Regions from separate parts of the Mus musculus genome. Here all the other regions are linked to region 5. The links are chromatin contacts, called in public Hi-C, HiChIP or PLAC-seq and capture Hi-C maps. All regions are on one chromosome and are shown on one strand. The core of a region is the stretch at or near the end of the contact, and the rest is flanking DNA. Distances in the headings are between cores, read along the strand shown. Region 1 overlaps Atp2b1 (ATPase, Ca++ transporting, plasma membrane 1). Region 2 overlaps Gm34346 (a long non-coding RNA gene). Region 3 has its middle 16 kb from the start of Gm34346. Region 4 overlaps Atp2b1 (ATPase, Ca++ transporting, plasma membrane 1). Region 5 has its middle 25 kb from the start of Poc1b.

Region 1 (2,700 bases), core at 186-2,685, 150 kb before region 5:
GAAGCAGAATAGTAATCATGAGTTTCGCCTGCAGGCTTCCTTCTGCTGATCTTTTTTTTTTTTTTTAATTGTCCAAAGTAATTTGTGATATGTTGGCAAAAAATTTTTATGAAATTTATTTAGTTTCTATCTTTAAATTTTTATTTACGCCATGTCTTAGTTAGGGATTTACTGCTGTGAAGAGAAATAATGACCAAGGCAATTCTTATAAAGGACAACATTTAATTAGGGCTGACTTGCAGTTCAGAGGTTCAGTCCATTATTGTCAGAGTGAGAAACATACTGGCCGGCCAGCAGGCAGGCATGGTAGCTAAGAATTCTACATCTGGATTGGCAGGCAGCAGGAAGAGTGAATGAGACACTGGGCCTGGCTTGAGCATCTGAGACTTCAGAGCCCACTCCCAGTGACATACTTTCTCTAACAAAGCCACACCCACTCTCACAAGGCCACAAGGCCCTGTGGTGCCACTGCATGGGCCTATAAGAGCCATTTTCATTCAAACCATGACATGCCACATATGTCATGGATGTCACCCTTTGGCCTGAGTTTAGGAGAACAGGTTGGCTTGTTGACTTTAGTTTTTATAGTCATGAGGCTAGAGTCTGATTTTCTTACACAGTTAGGTGATTGTGAGAAGCACATTGCACCAACAGCTGGTGTGCCTTCATCTGTTTGGCAGCATTCCTGATAAGGTGATAAGCCCTTCAGTTCCTTCCTCTGTAGACAAGGACCTAAGGACAAGTGCCCAGGGGCCTGAAGGACTGACCAGTGGGACAGTTCTCTAGTCCTGGGCAGTTGCTCTTTCCATTGCCAATAACTGTGCCTTTGGTGTGTCATGAGCTAGATATGTTTGTTGGTTTCTCAGTTTTGTTTTTTTCTTTTCTCGAAATTAAAATGTTCTTGGATCGATCTTGAAATGCTAGCCTGTTCATCCAACTATTTCTGCAAAACTGTTTAGGATATTATGCATTTAATTAATCTTATTTACAAAATGCTGGTTTAAAAGGGACCTGTTTAGATCTAGTTCTCATTAGAGTGTGTCTCTCATTTGAAGTATCAGACAGCAGTGGATATTTGATACTGTCCTAATCCATTATTCTTTGTTTGAGATAGGATCTCATGCAGCTGGGCTTGCTCTGCAGACATCCTGCCTCCACCTCCCAAGTGCTGGGGCCTTCAGGTGTGTGCTGCCACGTTTGGTGGCATTACCCTGGCCTTAAAGGAGGAATTCATACTGTGAGAAACAGATGGGGATGAGGGAGGGCATAGTAATTATCCTGATGATCCTAGGGAGAGGGGAAAACAGAGAAAAGGGCATCTTGGTCAAAACCAACAGTTTGGGCATAGGAGTTTGATGATCTGATTGACCTAGGAAATTTCATGTCACAAAACGCTGATTTGTGTAGGGACTTGCCTCTGACAGTTTTGCCAGTAGCCCAAGAAAAGGGATGAGTCACAACTTTGCCACTATCCTTACAGAATGATGAGCTACCAACCTCATTAATGAGACTTATTTACAAAATTACTTCAAGTATATCTTCTTTAAAATGAAGATTTGCTATCTTTGAGACATTTTCTTTAAAAAAACCACCAAGAGTTGAAGTTATAGATGATTCAGGCAATGCGAGCCCATCCAGAAGGCTGAAGATAATTCTCCCTTGGTATAAAGCACGCATTACCAACCTGTATATATATTCTGGTGTATTAAAATTTTTTGTAGTAGCTTTATGCATGCATAATAGTAATGACATCTATTTAAAAAATCTAGAAATTGTATCCAATGCCTAGTGAAGTCTTACTCTGAAGAATCTACGTTTCCAAAAAGTAAGTAATGGGGTGTCCATACATTCCGTATTTAAACTAAAGAAAATTAAAACAGTCAATGTGGTTTTATTAAAGCAACAGCACCCTAGTCCCAGGGATCAGTACGACTCAGAAGCACAGCGCACCTTCTGTATACAGTGATCGACAGCCATTTGATATTTAGGAAACAGTGATTAGCAGGTCATGGTGATACACATCTGTGGTCCCATCGTTTTCGAGGCCAGTAGTTTCAGGTCAGCCCGGGACACATGAGATCTTGTCTCAAGATAAATAAATGAAGAGCAAATTAGCAGAAGCAAACCACTGTGTCTGTGTGATGTGCCCGCAGTGTGTACACGGGAAAGGTAAGACATAGATGTGAGGATAAGAGCTGTCTCCCAGGCTGACTTGGTGGTGTGTGAAAAACAATAATCAACAAGTGTAAATACTGATAGAGCAAGTGAGTGATAGAGTAAGGGTAAGAAGCCATGCTGAGCCTGGGCAGGATGTGGGTTCGAGCCCCCCACACCCCAACTGCCAACTGGGCATTTGAGGTCTTTCAGCTTTTTCTCTCATAAGCATAATGGTTATTAGGTAGGGCCAGAAACACAGGCCAGATGGACAGTCTATTACAATTCATTCCCAGTGTTTGTAAGTGTGCTGGGCTGTGAGACGAGACCAAGGTGATGCTTAGCTCCTGGGAGACCCAATTTCCTTCAGAATCAAAGAAAAACGAAATTACAGTTGATGTTTAATTTAGTTTTAAAATTGTTTCCTTGGAAACTGGGCTTCGTAATCAGAAAACAGGACCAGTTTGCCAATGAATATTTTTTTTTTTAATGTGTTCCAAATATTACCTGGGACATATGTAGGCTAAATGTTTTTTGTTGATTATC
Region 2 (2,700 bases), core at 71-2,570, 240 kb before region 5:
TCACTGAGTTTAGAGTTCAAGAGAGAAGCGGGACACTCCCATATACGCCCATTAACTTCACTATAGATAACAGTTCTGACAATGTTTCACAATGGTAACAATTACGTTGTTTTTTCAGTAACTTTGAAGCAGCTCAAACTGGTTCAAACCATTAGCCATTCATCTGGGCCAGCACAAGTGGCTAGTGGTGACCTTTTTATGTCCCTGGGCTAAATTTCCACCTTCAGAAAACATTAGGCTGCCATTATCTGAGCAAGCGTCCTTTGAGGAGCCATGAAGTCTGATTATGCGTCTGCAGACCGTAAATTACCTTACTTTCCTTGCCTCCCAATCACCTTTCCCCGTGCCTCAGACCATCCTGCTTCTTCACCTCATAATTATCCGTAAGTGCTATCCTTAGGAAAGTGGTACCGAGGCTTGTTCTCCGATCATCACAGACGGCCACTTCATTAGATGGTCTCCCTTTAGTAAAATCCATCATTTCATTGATTGGCATACTGCAGGAAGAGGCCAAAACAAGTCCAATAACGTTTAGGCCAGATGGTGAGAAGATGAAAACGAATGCCTGGAATCTGGAAGCTGAGGACCACCTAGAGAAAAACTCTGACCTCTGGCGTGAGGAGGCAAGGTAGCTCCAAAAGGGGGAAAAAATAGAGTAGTTATAGCCTCGTCTATCAGTCTTTCGCTCAGTCTCTTCCTGGAGTCTCCAGCAAGAGGTCCTGATGGTCAAACCCAGTTGGAAGCAAGCAGACAGACTCTGGGTTCCCTGACTCCCCCGTGAGCTGTTGTGCACCTGTGGTCTCAAGGTGCAGACTATCCTGGGAGCAGAGTCTCTCTGGATAGTGGTGAGTACAGCAGAGGCAGTACACTTTGTCAACAGACAGCTTTGTCGGAATGGCAGGCTCGTTTATAGGGCTCGAGTCAAGGGGGAGAGGGGAGGAAAAAGAACAAGAGAGAAAATATGCCTAATTTTAAATATGCCTAATTTGCATATGCAGGCCTGACAGAAGACAGGCATACCCTAGGGATGCACCAATTCAAATAGCTAAGCTTTTGGGAGGAGGCAGGGACTTTCCAAGTGTATCAGTCAGATTAGCAGACTGCCAGTCACATGGTCTCTGAAAAGCTAACTCTCTAACTGAGGGGGATGGAGGGTGGAGGCTGAGGATGGAGGACCCCAGAAGCCTAAATGGCTCAATAGTGTTTTAGGACCTTTGTCTCTATAGGGTTGAATAGGCCCAAGCCTGATGTGGGTAGGGAGTGGCCCCACTCCAGCTGTGCTCTCTCAGAGCTTGTTAAGGGGCCTGGCAGTATGGTCTGCACTCTGCCATCCCTCATGGGGCTTGAGAACCTACAACAAACTTACAGAACCTTGGAACTGGGCAGTCCTAGCTACACCTACTTTCAACTCCCCTTCCTAACCAGTTAATGTCCCCTCCCTTCTACCACTTCCTGAACTGTTTGCAACGCTTCCGTGGAAGATGATATATTCATTCTAAGAGTGTTTAGAAGCTCCCCCTCAAGGGTTGAGATGTTAACTGCTCAAATCTTTCTTTCTTCTTTAGATGCACCTTGGCCATGTGACCTCTACAACGTTCTTCCCTGAGTTTTGTCCCATGGGAAACAGCACAAAGCCTGTGAACAGCCATGAATTTTAACTGGAATTAGTCCCCAGAGTTCAAAGTCCACTTCAATGATCTATCCAGAGAAGAAAGAAGGAGACACACAATCTAATGAAGGTGACCCCACTAAACACATAGCATAGCTTTCCTGCCCAGCTCTCATTCCCCTCATCTATAAAACAACTGTGTGCCTCCTGATTCCCTGTTTCCACAGAGACTGAAGAAATCACCCTTCTATCTTCTTCAGGGCTAACCTTTGAGTAGTCTGCTACAAGTCTCATTTTGCAAGCACTGGCCTTTGAAAAGTGGGCAGCCTGGTCTTATTCTGGTAACAGTTACACTTGGGTCAGTACAAAGAGGAGAGAAGCGTGATATTAGAGTCTCTGTCAGGAAAGTAAATACTACTTGGGATTTAGATCATGGCTAAAAGAACACGAGGCAGCAATCTTTGGGTACAAATTACTCCAGGGATGTGAGAGTAAGGCAAAGCCCCCAGACATGTTAGGGAGCTGGCTACAGAGCAGAACAGGTAGATCCAATTCCCTGATGCTTTTTTGGCACAGAAGGTCAGGATTGAAATAAAAGGCAAGTTGTTAAGGAGACTGGAAGTCCAGCAAGCACTATGTGCAGTTGAAGATATAGGAAAGAAGAAGCTAATGATGCAATAGGAGCTTATACTGTACATATCAGGGCAGGGAAGAGATGACACATTAGAAGTGGGAGGTGTGTGGGCAGTTCATAAAGGGGAAATGTAAATAAATCACAAGGCGTGCATTCTTCACACCTAGGCTTAAAGCAACACAGAAGAGTGGGCCATTACAGCATCTTGAGCTTCAACCTGAGAGATGAACTACCTGACCTTCTACTGACAATGAAACATGTCATAGGGGTAGAGACTATAGAGAGGAGACTAAAGTAATATATCCCTGGACCTCATTCTACCTTTCTCGGTTTTCCCATTGGCTAACTCTACTACAAAAGTCCCAAGTAGAATGCAGACAGGTGAGGAAGAGGATATTGTGAGGCTGGAGATAGATATTGAAAACAGAGGCTCTCATGTGGTACTGATGAAAAATCA
Region 3 (2,700 bases), core at 102-2,601, 180 kb before region 5:
ATCAAGTAACAAAGAACATCAACTGTATTTACCTACTATGATCAAGTTCTGTGCTGTCAGAGTAGAGAGATAGAGTTAAGACGCGGCAATCCAAGATTCCAAACTGTAAGCGGGCCTGTTGACAAGGGAGGTAGACCACCTTACACAAGCACCAAGGAAGAATCCAGCCATGCTCAAGAAAAACAAAACATAAAGTAGTCAGAAAGCAAGGGCAAGAGGGTTCAGAATAAAGGCTTAGACACAATAGATATGCAACAAACACAATAGAAGAAAACTTTCTTGACATCTAAAAATGTTCTCTTTGTCAGGTCCATATTTTAAACTCAGAACATTTCCCTAGCATATACTTTACCGTGGCCTAAATTACCAAGCTACAGCTTTGAGTATTAAAGTGGAGCATCTCTAAAGCCATAGATGTGAGAATCAGAGTAGTAAATGAGAAACGGACACAAACAGACCGGTGATTTTAATCTTCGTGGAATTGGTGAGGTTGTGGTTTTTACAAATGAGAAGCGCACCGGAAGTTGGGTTGTGAATGAAACGCTCTAACAGGAACAACTTGACTTTGAAAAACCAATCTCTAAGGGTGAGACTAGACTGCTGACCCAGAGCAACAAGAGAAGTGACTGTAATTATGATATTAAACCAGGCCTTTTATGGCCGATAACTTAAAAGGAATCACAAATCTCTTAATTATATAATAAATGCATTTCTAAAAGCCTCCTAAGAGTTAGCAGTGGAGACCAATTAAAGCAATAATAGTTTACTCTCTGCTCATTAGGTTGCTATCAGCAAGCTTGGCAGCCAAACAAGGAAGCAACAACAGAGGAAAATGGACTTTTGTCCACATAGAGTATTAAAAGTCTGGGCATCTCTGCAGTCATGGAAAACTTTACAAATTATTACATGAGATGCCTGCAATTAGTGCATGCACTACGTGAACTATAGTGGAAAATGACATGGGGGGGAAAAGTCCGAAAGTCACATGTCTTTCAATGTCCTGAGTCACCATCACCACCACAATAATGTGAACTGGGCAATTGCTACACATCCCTTTTTAGGAGGAGGAACCAAACAGACAAGAGAAATGTTTGCACAATGAAAAGTCATTCCATGGTAACATAAGAATTGAGCTATTTTGGAACGAAAGAATTAAACACATCAGTGGAGTAAGTTCCTAAATGTTCTATTATTTGAGACCCACCAGAGGAGTGACTGCTTGCTAATTAAAACTATGTCCCTCACTAGTTGGATCCCTAGAATTCATACTGTCAACTATCCTTCAACTGTATAGCATGAGAAGGAGACTCAAGATCTCTGCAGAAATGAGGCTGGGATGAAGCAACAGGAAGAAGGAGCCTGGGTTGCAGGAAAGTACCTGCTCTTTAAAACAACACCAGCAGCAAGGAAGAAACAGAACACCTCCAGAAATAAACCTCTTGAATGTTGACCAAGAACTTGCCCAAACCGAAAGAGAGCTTGGAGTTTTCAATCATTTCATCTTACTGCACAGGCCCTTTGGGGGCTCCACTATTTTTATTTGCTGCTGATGGAGTCGCACCTTGTGTTTCTCCTACAAAGACTTTGTCTCTTTTTGGAAAATGGTTTTGCCATTGGGCTCCTTCCTAGATCAATACGTTCTAGTTGTCTGGATTAATGGCAATTGATTAAATGTGACAATTTTAGCTTCAGTAGATATTTAATGCCAAATCCAAAATATGTTTTTACCCATATCTGTAGAGTTAAGTCGGTTACAGTGTTTATAGGAACCATGTGCATATACAATAGAAAGTTTTATATGTATAAAATTTTCAGTGTGTGTGTGTGTGTGTGTGTGTGTTATACATTGCTCAAGCATTTGTCCTAAACGGGAGTTCTCTATTTTCTATTCTTTTATCTTACCCCCTAAGTTGTTAGCCTCTCTTATGTGTTTGTATTCCTCTTATATATTTAAATATATCATTTTTTAACTCTCTTACTATTCTATCTCATTTCTCTTTTTTATTCTTCCCCATACACCACTCAGGATTATCAACAAGGATATACATACACACAATTACATACATACATACATACATATTTAATCTTTAACGTATTTTATTTGCTTCAGATGTTTCAACTGGTATCAATAACCAACAAGAGAAATAACCTTTGTAAGTACAGCCATCAGTGGAGAGCGGAGCCTTATAGAAAACAAATCTTTAAATGTTTCTCCTTGAGTGTGTCTCTCTATTTCTGCATTCCCCGTGTTGTTATTCGTATTGATGGTGATTGTGCCTTCATTTGTTTGAAGGCAGTGCCTCAGTCTGGAACTCAGTCTGTCTTAGAACTGATGAAGTAACCCAAGCTGGCCTCAATGCCCATGCCCTGCTGCCCCAGCCTCCTGAGGAATGGGACTGTAGGGCTAAGCATCACAACTGCCTTGAAAGTCTAAGATTCTTCCCGTCACATTAGGACACTGCCTTCAGCCTCTCTCTCCAACTCCATTCCTTTAATCGGCTTTTGGTAGATCCTGTGCTCAAGGCTGTGATGTGTGGAAAAGCTAGTATCTCCTCAGCTTTCTTAGGTTTTTTTGGCATATGCTGTTCCTTCTACATGAAACCTCTCTCCTTTTACCCCTCATGCCCAAGCTGATTGTTCAGAATCCAAGCTTCAAAATGGGCATCATCTCCTCTCTTAGGCTCCCACGCACACGTCAAT
Region 4 (2,700 bases), core at 189-2,688, 130 kb before region 5:
AAATGTTGGTAGCCACATTTGCATTTAATGGACAGGACCTATAACTCTTACATGGGACATAATATGAAGAGAATTTGATGGGCCAAGGAGATGGCTCAGCAAGTTCAGATTCTGACTACGTACATAAAAGGCTGAGTAGGGTAGCACACATCTGTAGACTCAGCACTGATGGCCAGTCAGGAGGATCTCTGGGGCTTGCTGGCCAGGCAGCCTCCAGCCAGGTGAAGAGTCCTGGGCTCTGCAAGATACTATGCTTCAAAAGTAAGGTGGAGAGTTAGAGGGCAGTGGTCCTCAACCTTCCTAATGCTGAGACCTTTTAATACAGTTCCTCATGTTGTGAACACCAGTCATAAAATTATTTCATTGCTACTTCAACTGTAATTTTGATATTGTTATGAATCATAATGTAAATATCTGATGTGATTGCCCTTCCCACCAAAGGGTTGTGACCCACAAGATGAGAGCCACTGTTATAGAGGGACTGACTTAGGAATATTGGGTAGATAGAGCAGATCAGAGTTGCTTTTACCAGTAAGTGATAGTAGAAACATTGACTGGAGGAGCGTTTCTGAAATAACCTATGAAACACTGGCTCCAGGGTGTATTAGTAGGTATTAATGGAGGGGGGGTGGGGAGGGAGGGAGGGGAAGAAAGTTAAAATTAAGCTCAGGAAATGCAACATATACCATTTCCCTCTTAGAGTCCCATGTGTGCAAGGCTGAGAAAAGGCTGAAGAGACATGTTTTACTGGGCTGGTAGAAACTCTGTTAGAGTTCCGTGAGTTAGTCCCTCTTTAGGACATCCAGACTCAGTTGCTAGAATGAATTTAGGCTTAGAGTTTGAAATTTTAGTGTCAAGCGAGTAAAATCAACAGACAGAACTTGGAGAGGAAAATCAGTGTGCAGGTGCAGTCTGAACTGAACACATACTCTTCTGTGTGGGCCTTCAGGTGTGCACTAGCCTCTAATGCCTTGTATGTGCAGAGATATACACGATTGGATTCCACCGTGCTGTATAGAGTAGGGTAGGAATCTAAAGTCCTAAGTGGGTACTGACCTTGGACTGTACTGAGGTAGGTATAGAGGAAGTGGTAGGGAGAGACAGAAAGTGGCTAGAAAAGCCAGTCACAGAGTACGAATTGCCTGTGGAATGCGGAGGGGCCTGTCCATGAGAAGAGTAGATAAGGAGGGGAAGGTGACTCGTCTTACTTGTGCACACATGAGAAAACTGAGGCCAGCAGATGTGACCTGCTAGGGATTAAGGGCCAGGATAGCCTAGCCGAAAATCTTGTTCCTCTGATGTTCATTCTTACACTCAGATTGGAAGAAGGAAGAGGTAACAGATGATGGTGGCCACGTGTCTCATCTTGGGAGGGAGAGGACGAGCTGTCCCTGAGAGGATCTCTCTCACAGGATGGGAATAATCATATCCTGTTGTAGATTTACCTCGTAATGAGTCACACTTGGAGTCGCCGAAGCTCAGTGTCCTGACAGCGATCATGAGCTGGATATAAAAATCAGAATGCCATTTAACTGATTTATGGTATTTAAAGTACATTTGTCTGTGTGTGTGGTAGATGAGTGTGACTGTACACACTTTTTTGACTGTATGGAGTGGAGGCCAGGTGTCAGCACTGGGTGTCTCCTCTGTCACTTTTCACGCATTGTTTGAGACAGGGTTGCTCACTGAACCAAGAGCTCGCTCCGTCAGCTGGACTGACTGGCCAGCAGACATCTGAGATCCTCCCAGCCCTGTCCTTCAGTGGTGGGCAATTTGAAAGGGAGGTTTACAGATGGGGCCTCCACTCCTCGCTTTCACATGGCGCAGAGAACCCAGGTCCTCTCAATTCCACTTGAGGGATTTTTTTTTTAAAGGTCAATGTCAGAAACTCTCCAATCCTGCCTATGCACAGACAGGTTACACAGACAAGAGTAAAAAGTTACTAAAGAGCATGTTGGATATATGTATATATATCATATCGGGATTTGTAGATCATGTTGTACCTTTGTCTTAGTCAGGGTTTCTATTCCTGCACAAACATCATGACCAAGAAGCAAGTTGGGGAGGAAAGGGTTTATTCAGCTTACAATTCCATTCTGCTGTTTATCACCAAGGAAGTCAGGACTGGAACTCAAGCAGGTCAGAAAGCAGAAGCCGATGCAGAGGCCATGGAGGGATGTTCTTTATTGGCTTGCCTCTCCTGGCTTGCTCAGCCTGCTCTCTTTTAAAACCCAAGACTACCAGCCCAGAGATGGTCCCACCCACAAGGGGCCTTTCACCCTTGATCACTAATTGAGAAAATGCCTTAGAGTTGGATCTCATGGAGGCATTTCCTCAACTGAAGCTCCTTTCTCTGTGATAACCCCAGCTGTGTCAAGTTGACACAAAACTAACCAGTACAATTGACCCCTTGTCAACTTGACACACAAAAACATCACTAGTAAGCCTCAACCCTTACAATCTTATTCATTCCCATTCTAAATAACTTTAAAAGTCCCACAGTCTTTACATATTCTTAAATTTTCAATCTCTTTAAAATATCCATCTCTTTTAAAATCTAAAGTCTTTTTTACAATTAAAAGTCTCTTAACTGTGGGCTCCACTAAAACAGTTTCTTCCTTCAAGAGGGAAAATATCAGGGCACAGTCACAATCAAAAGCAAAAGTCAATCTCCAACCATCCAATGTCTGGGATCCAACT
Region 5 (2,700 bases), core at 29-2,528:
CTGCCTCCACATTTGTTCTTCTCCGGCCATGCCACGGTTCATTTCCTCTCTATCAGAGCTTTGCCTAAGGACCACTTTCTAGGTGACTGCTGCCAGACATCTTAAAACTACAACCGTCTCCCCAGAGCCCCCTGTATCTCTTTTACCTGCTTTATTTTCCTGACTAGCTATTATTCCCTTCTAATGTACTTTGTAATGTGCTTGTTGGTTGCTGTTAATTGACAGTCTCCTTTCACAAGGAATCAGCTCCACATGACGAGGGGTTCTGTCTCTTATTGCTCACTCATGGAATCTCAACTGTCTAGATGGTTGTCTAACATATCGTAGGTGTTTAGTGAATACATTTTTGGTTTTTTAAAGATCCATTTATTTATCTGTGTGTGTGTTTGTGTGTGTCTGTGTGCTCCTGCATGCCTGAAGAGCGCATCAGATCCCAGGACAGTTAGCTATGAGCCACCATGTGAGTGCTGGGAATTGAACTCAGGACCTTTGGAAGAGCAGACAGTGCTGTTAATGACCAAGTCATCTCCTCTAGCCATGTGAATAATTGGTTAGTGAATGGATTATTGCTTTTATATCTCACTCTCCCTGCTGTATAGGTAGGTGGTATTTAAGGCAAGTCCTTGTGTTCTAAGCAGTCAGCAAATAGCTCTGGTAGACTGGGTGATTCAGCTGCAAGAATGCAGTACCTTGTGCAGTATGCCATGAAATTTTCTCATCTAGTTTCTGTTTTATGGAAATATTTAAAGAAAGGTCATCATATACAGAGAATACATTTCATTGGGTCATATGGAATACTTATATACAAAATCATACATATCGTAAGCATAAAACTTGTAATTTCACAAAATAAAGCCACTCCTATGACTTCTCAGGGAGAAAACGTGTGAGCGATCATGAGCACGCGAGCACACACACAAATATTAAAGACTTCTTAGGAAAAATCAGTTAGACACAGATCTTAGATATGTCTACTTCTCGACTTCTGGTTTATTTAATAAAGACTGTAAGATATTTATCTTAAATGTGTCAAGATATGCTAAGATAATCTCTCATTGCCTTGTTAGCATCTTTTTTTAAAAAGTTGAAGCTTTTGTGTTCATGAGGATTTTTCTCACAGTGAAAAGGAGGCTCGCTAAGAAATCATTTCACTTTAACTTAAGGGTAAGGAACTGCATGCTCGCTAAGGAATCATTTCACACTAACTTAAGGGTAAGGAACTGCGCATGTGTGGGCGAGCTGTTGCTCCGCCTCTCCTCACCTCTCCCGCTCTATTTTCGGCACTTCTTTGCATAAGCAGATGACTCAGGCTTCTTGCCGCTTCCCAACTTTCCCTCCAATTATGACTCTGATGTCATGGGGAATTTCCCATGACCACTTAATGAGGAAGAAGGGGGCACTGCCGGATTTCAGAAGCTATCTTTCTGGGTTGGTCCTGAAAGTCAGAAGGAACCCTTATCATGAACAAGGGTTATGGTTAGTCACATAGGAGATAATTTGTGGTTTCCTGAGATAGGGACATTTACAGAGCGTGGCTAGTGAGTTGGTCGGTTTATCCAAGGCTTGGAAGATTGCTATCAAGATCATCTAAAAGCAAGGGGATAACCTTCTAAAAGGCTGTTTGAAGCTCCTACTGGTCTCCCAGAGGACATGTATACAGAAGGCTAAAGAAGGTGGCAGCTATGATGGTCTCTTGACTTGCTGTCAGTGAGTCTCTCTCCCAGCTTCCATATTCTGAACGGTTGTAGACTCAAGACTCTGACTCTCTCTCTCTCTCTCTCTCTCTCTCTCTCTCTCTCTCTCTCTCTCTCTCTTAAATTTTATTTATTTAATGTATGAGTGTTCTGCTGCATATATATCTACAGGCCAGAAGAGGTCATCAGATTCCCTTATAGGTGGTTGTGAGCCACCAAGTGGTTTCTGGGAATTGAACTCAGGACCTCTGGAAGAGCAGCCAATGCTCTTAACCACTGAGCCATCTCTTTAGCCCTAGACTCAAGACTCTTAGGCTGAAACTTAATCACCAGCATGGCGGCATTAGAGGTGGAACTCTCGGAATATGATTAGTTCAGGGAGGCATTGCCCTCACAGAATTAGTGGTATGACAACAGAGAGCCTCCCAACACTCAAGGTGACCAGCTGTATTATCTGTGAGCCAGGGAATATAGAATCTCATTAAGCTCAGAATCTCTTGCCTTCTTGAACTGTGAAAAGTATGTTTCTGCACCCATAAGCCATGTAGCTTGTGGCATTTTGTTACAGCAGTCTGAAGCTCCTGCTTCCTGACCTGCTTGAGTTCCAGTCTTGACTTCCTTTGGTGATCAACAGCAATGTGGGAAGTGTAAGCTGAATAAACCCTTTCCTCCCCAACTTGCTTCTTGGTCATGATGTTTTGTGCAGAAATAGAAACCCTGATGAAGACAGCCTGTCTTCTGAAGTGGTCAGATCAACAGCCAATATAGACTCTGGAAACCCAGACATGAGTATGGATGGGAGCAATTCCTCTCACCATTACCCTTAATATTTCACTTGGAGAGCGTTGTTTCCTTCTTGGAACACTCACCTTGTGGTCTGAAGTCCTTGTATAATGTGGAGAGTCTCCACCAGCAAACACGAGGCTGTTCATCCCCTTGATCAAGGGCAAACGATGGTGTGTCTGAGTATGCCAATGTGTTTGCCTTTTCTTAAGGAGAAATGGGA

The links. Hi-C and Micro-C count contacts between places; a contact is called where the count stands out from the background. HiChIP or PLAC-seq counts read pairs in DNA pulled down with a chosen protein or histone mark. Capture Hi-C pulls out chosen DNA fragments and counts their contacts.
Region 1: a Hi-C map of group 2 innate lymphoid cells shows a contact between it and region 5, with 3 times the contacts expected there. The contact joins two enhancer-like sites. A contact is called at or near these places in 1 of 15 datasets of contacts at CTCF or cohesin (the NIH/3T3 cell line), 24 of 484 Hi-C or Micro-C datasets (the BV-2 cell line, the CH12 cell line, Th2 cells and 15 more) and 3 of 115 datasets of contacts at active chromatin or transcription factors (the HPC-7 cell line, embryonic fibroblasts and pancreatic cancer cells).
Region 2: a contact with region 5 is called in a Hi-C map of the CH12 cell line, with 2.7 times the contacts expected there. The contact joins two enhancer-like sites. A contact is called at or near these places in 4 of 484 Hi-C or Micro-C datasets (the CH12 cell line, embryonic stem cells and liver) and 1 of 9 other capture datasets (embryonic stem cells).
Region 3: a capture Hi-C map of bone marrow-derived macrophages shows a contact between it and region 5, with 6 times the contacts expected there. The contact joins two enhancer-like sites. A contact is called at or near these places in 3 of 39 promoter capture datasets (the C10 cell line, embryonic stem cells and trophoblast stem cells), 2 of 15 datasets of contacts at CTCF or cohesin (the NIH/3T3 cell line and large pre-B cells), 1 of 115 datasets of contacts at active chromatin or transcription factors (embryonic stem cells) and 1 of 9 other capture datasets (bone marrow-derived macrophages).
Region 4: a FOXA1 HiChIP or PLAC-seq map of pancreatic cancer cells shows a contact between it and region 5. The contact joins two enhancer-like sites. A contact is called at or near these places in 1 of 15 datasets of contacts at CTCF or cohesin (the NIH/3T3 cell line), 7 of 484 Hi-C or Micro-C datasets (Th1 cells, embryonic fibroblasts, embryonic stem cells and 4 more) and 3 of 115 datasets of contacts at active chromatin or transcription factors (the HPC-7 cell line, bone marrow-derived dendritic cells and pancreatic cancer cells).

Annotation. Positions count from the first base shown.
Region 1 is chr10:98,933,991-98,936,690 of GRCm38.p6, forward strand. All of the region lies in intron 1 of Atp2b1 (ATPase, Ca++ transporting, plasma membrane 1), which reads left to right. Among named protein-coding and RNA genes, the nearest start is that of Atp2b1, 20 kb to the left of the region's middle. Within about 2 kb of position 1,436, at least 3 of the 459 cell types and tissues checked have an H3K27ac peak or open chromatin away from gene starts, as enhancers often do. A contact at or near this core is called in group 2 innate lymphoid cells, where this site is marked.
Region 2 is chr10:98,840,586-98,843,285 of GRCm38.p6, forward strand. All of the region lies in intron 6 of Gm34346 (a long non-coding RNA gene), which reads right to left. Among named protein-coding and RNA genes, the nearest start is that of Gm40750, 35 kb to the left of the region's middle. Within about 2 kb of position 1,321, at least 40 of the 459 cell types and tissues checked have an H3K27ac peak or open chromatin away from gene starts, as enhancers often do. A contact at or near this core is called in the CH12 cell line, where this site is marked.
Region 3 is chr10:98,897,195-98,899,894 of GRCm38.p6, forward strand. No RefSeq gene overlaps it. Among named protein-coding and RNA genes, the nearest start is that of Gm34346, 16 kb to the left of the region's middle. Within about 2 kb of position 1,352, at least 62 of the 459 cell types and tissues checked have an H3K27ac peak or open chromatin away from gene starts, as enhancers often do. A contact at or near this core is called in bone marrow-derived macrophages, where this site is marked.
Region 4 is chr10:98,950,408-98,953,107 of GRCm38.p6, forward strand. The region is part of intron 1 of Atp2b1 (ATPase, Ca++ transporting, plasma membrane 1); the gene reads left to right. Among named protein-coding and RNA genes, the nearest start is that of Atp2b1, 37 kb to the left of the region's middle. Within about 2 kb of position 1,439, at least 44 of the 459 cell types and tissues checked have an H3K27ac peak or open chromatin away from gene starts, as enhancers often do. A contact at or near this core is called in the NIH/3T3 cell line and pancreatic cancer cells, where this site is marked.
Region 5 is chr10:99,080,428-99,083,127 of GRCm38.p6, forward strand. No RefSeq gene overlaps it. Among named protein-coding and RNA genes, the nearest start is that of Poc1b, 25 kb to the right of the region's middle. Within about 2 kb of position 1,279, at least 52 of the 459 cell types and tissues checked have an H3K27ac peak or open chromatin away from gene starts, as enhancers often do. A contact at or near this core is called in the CH12 cell line, the NIH/3T3 cell line, bone marrow-derived macrophages and 2 more, where this site is marked.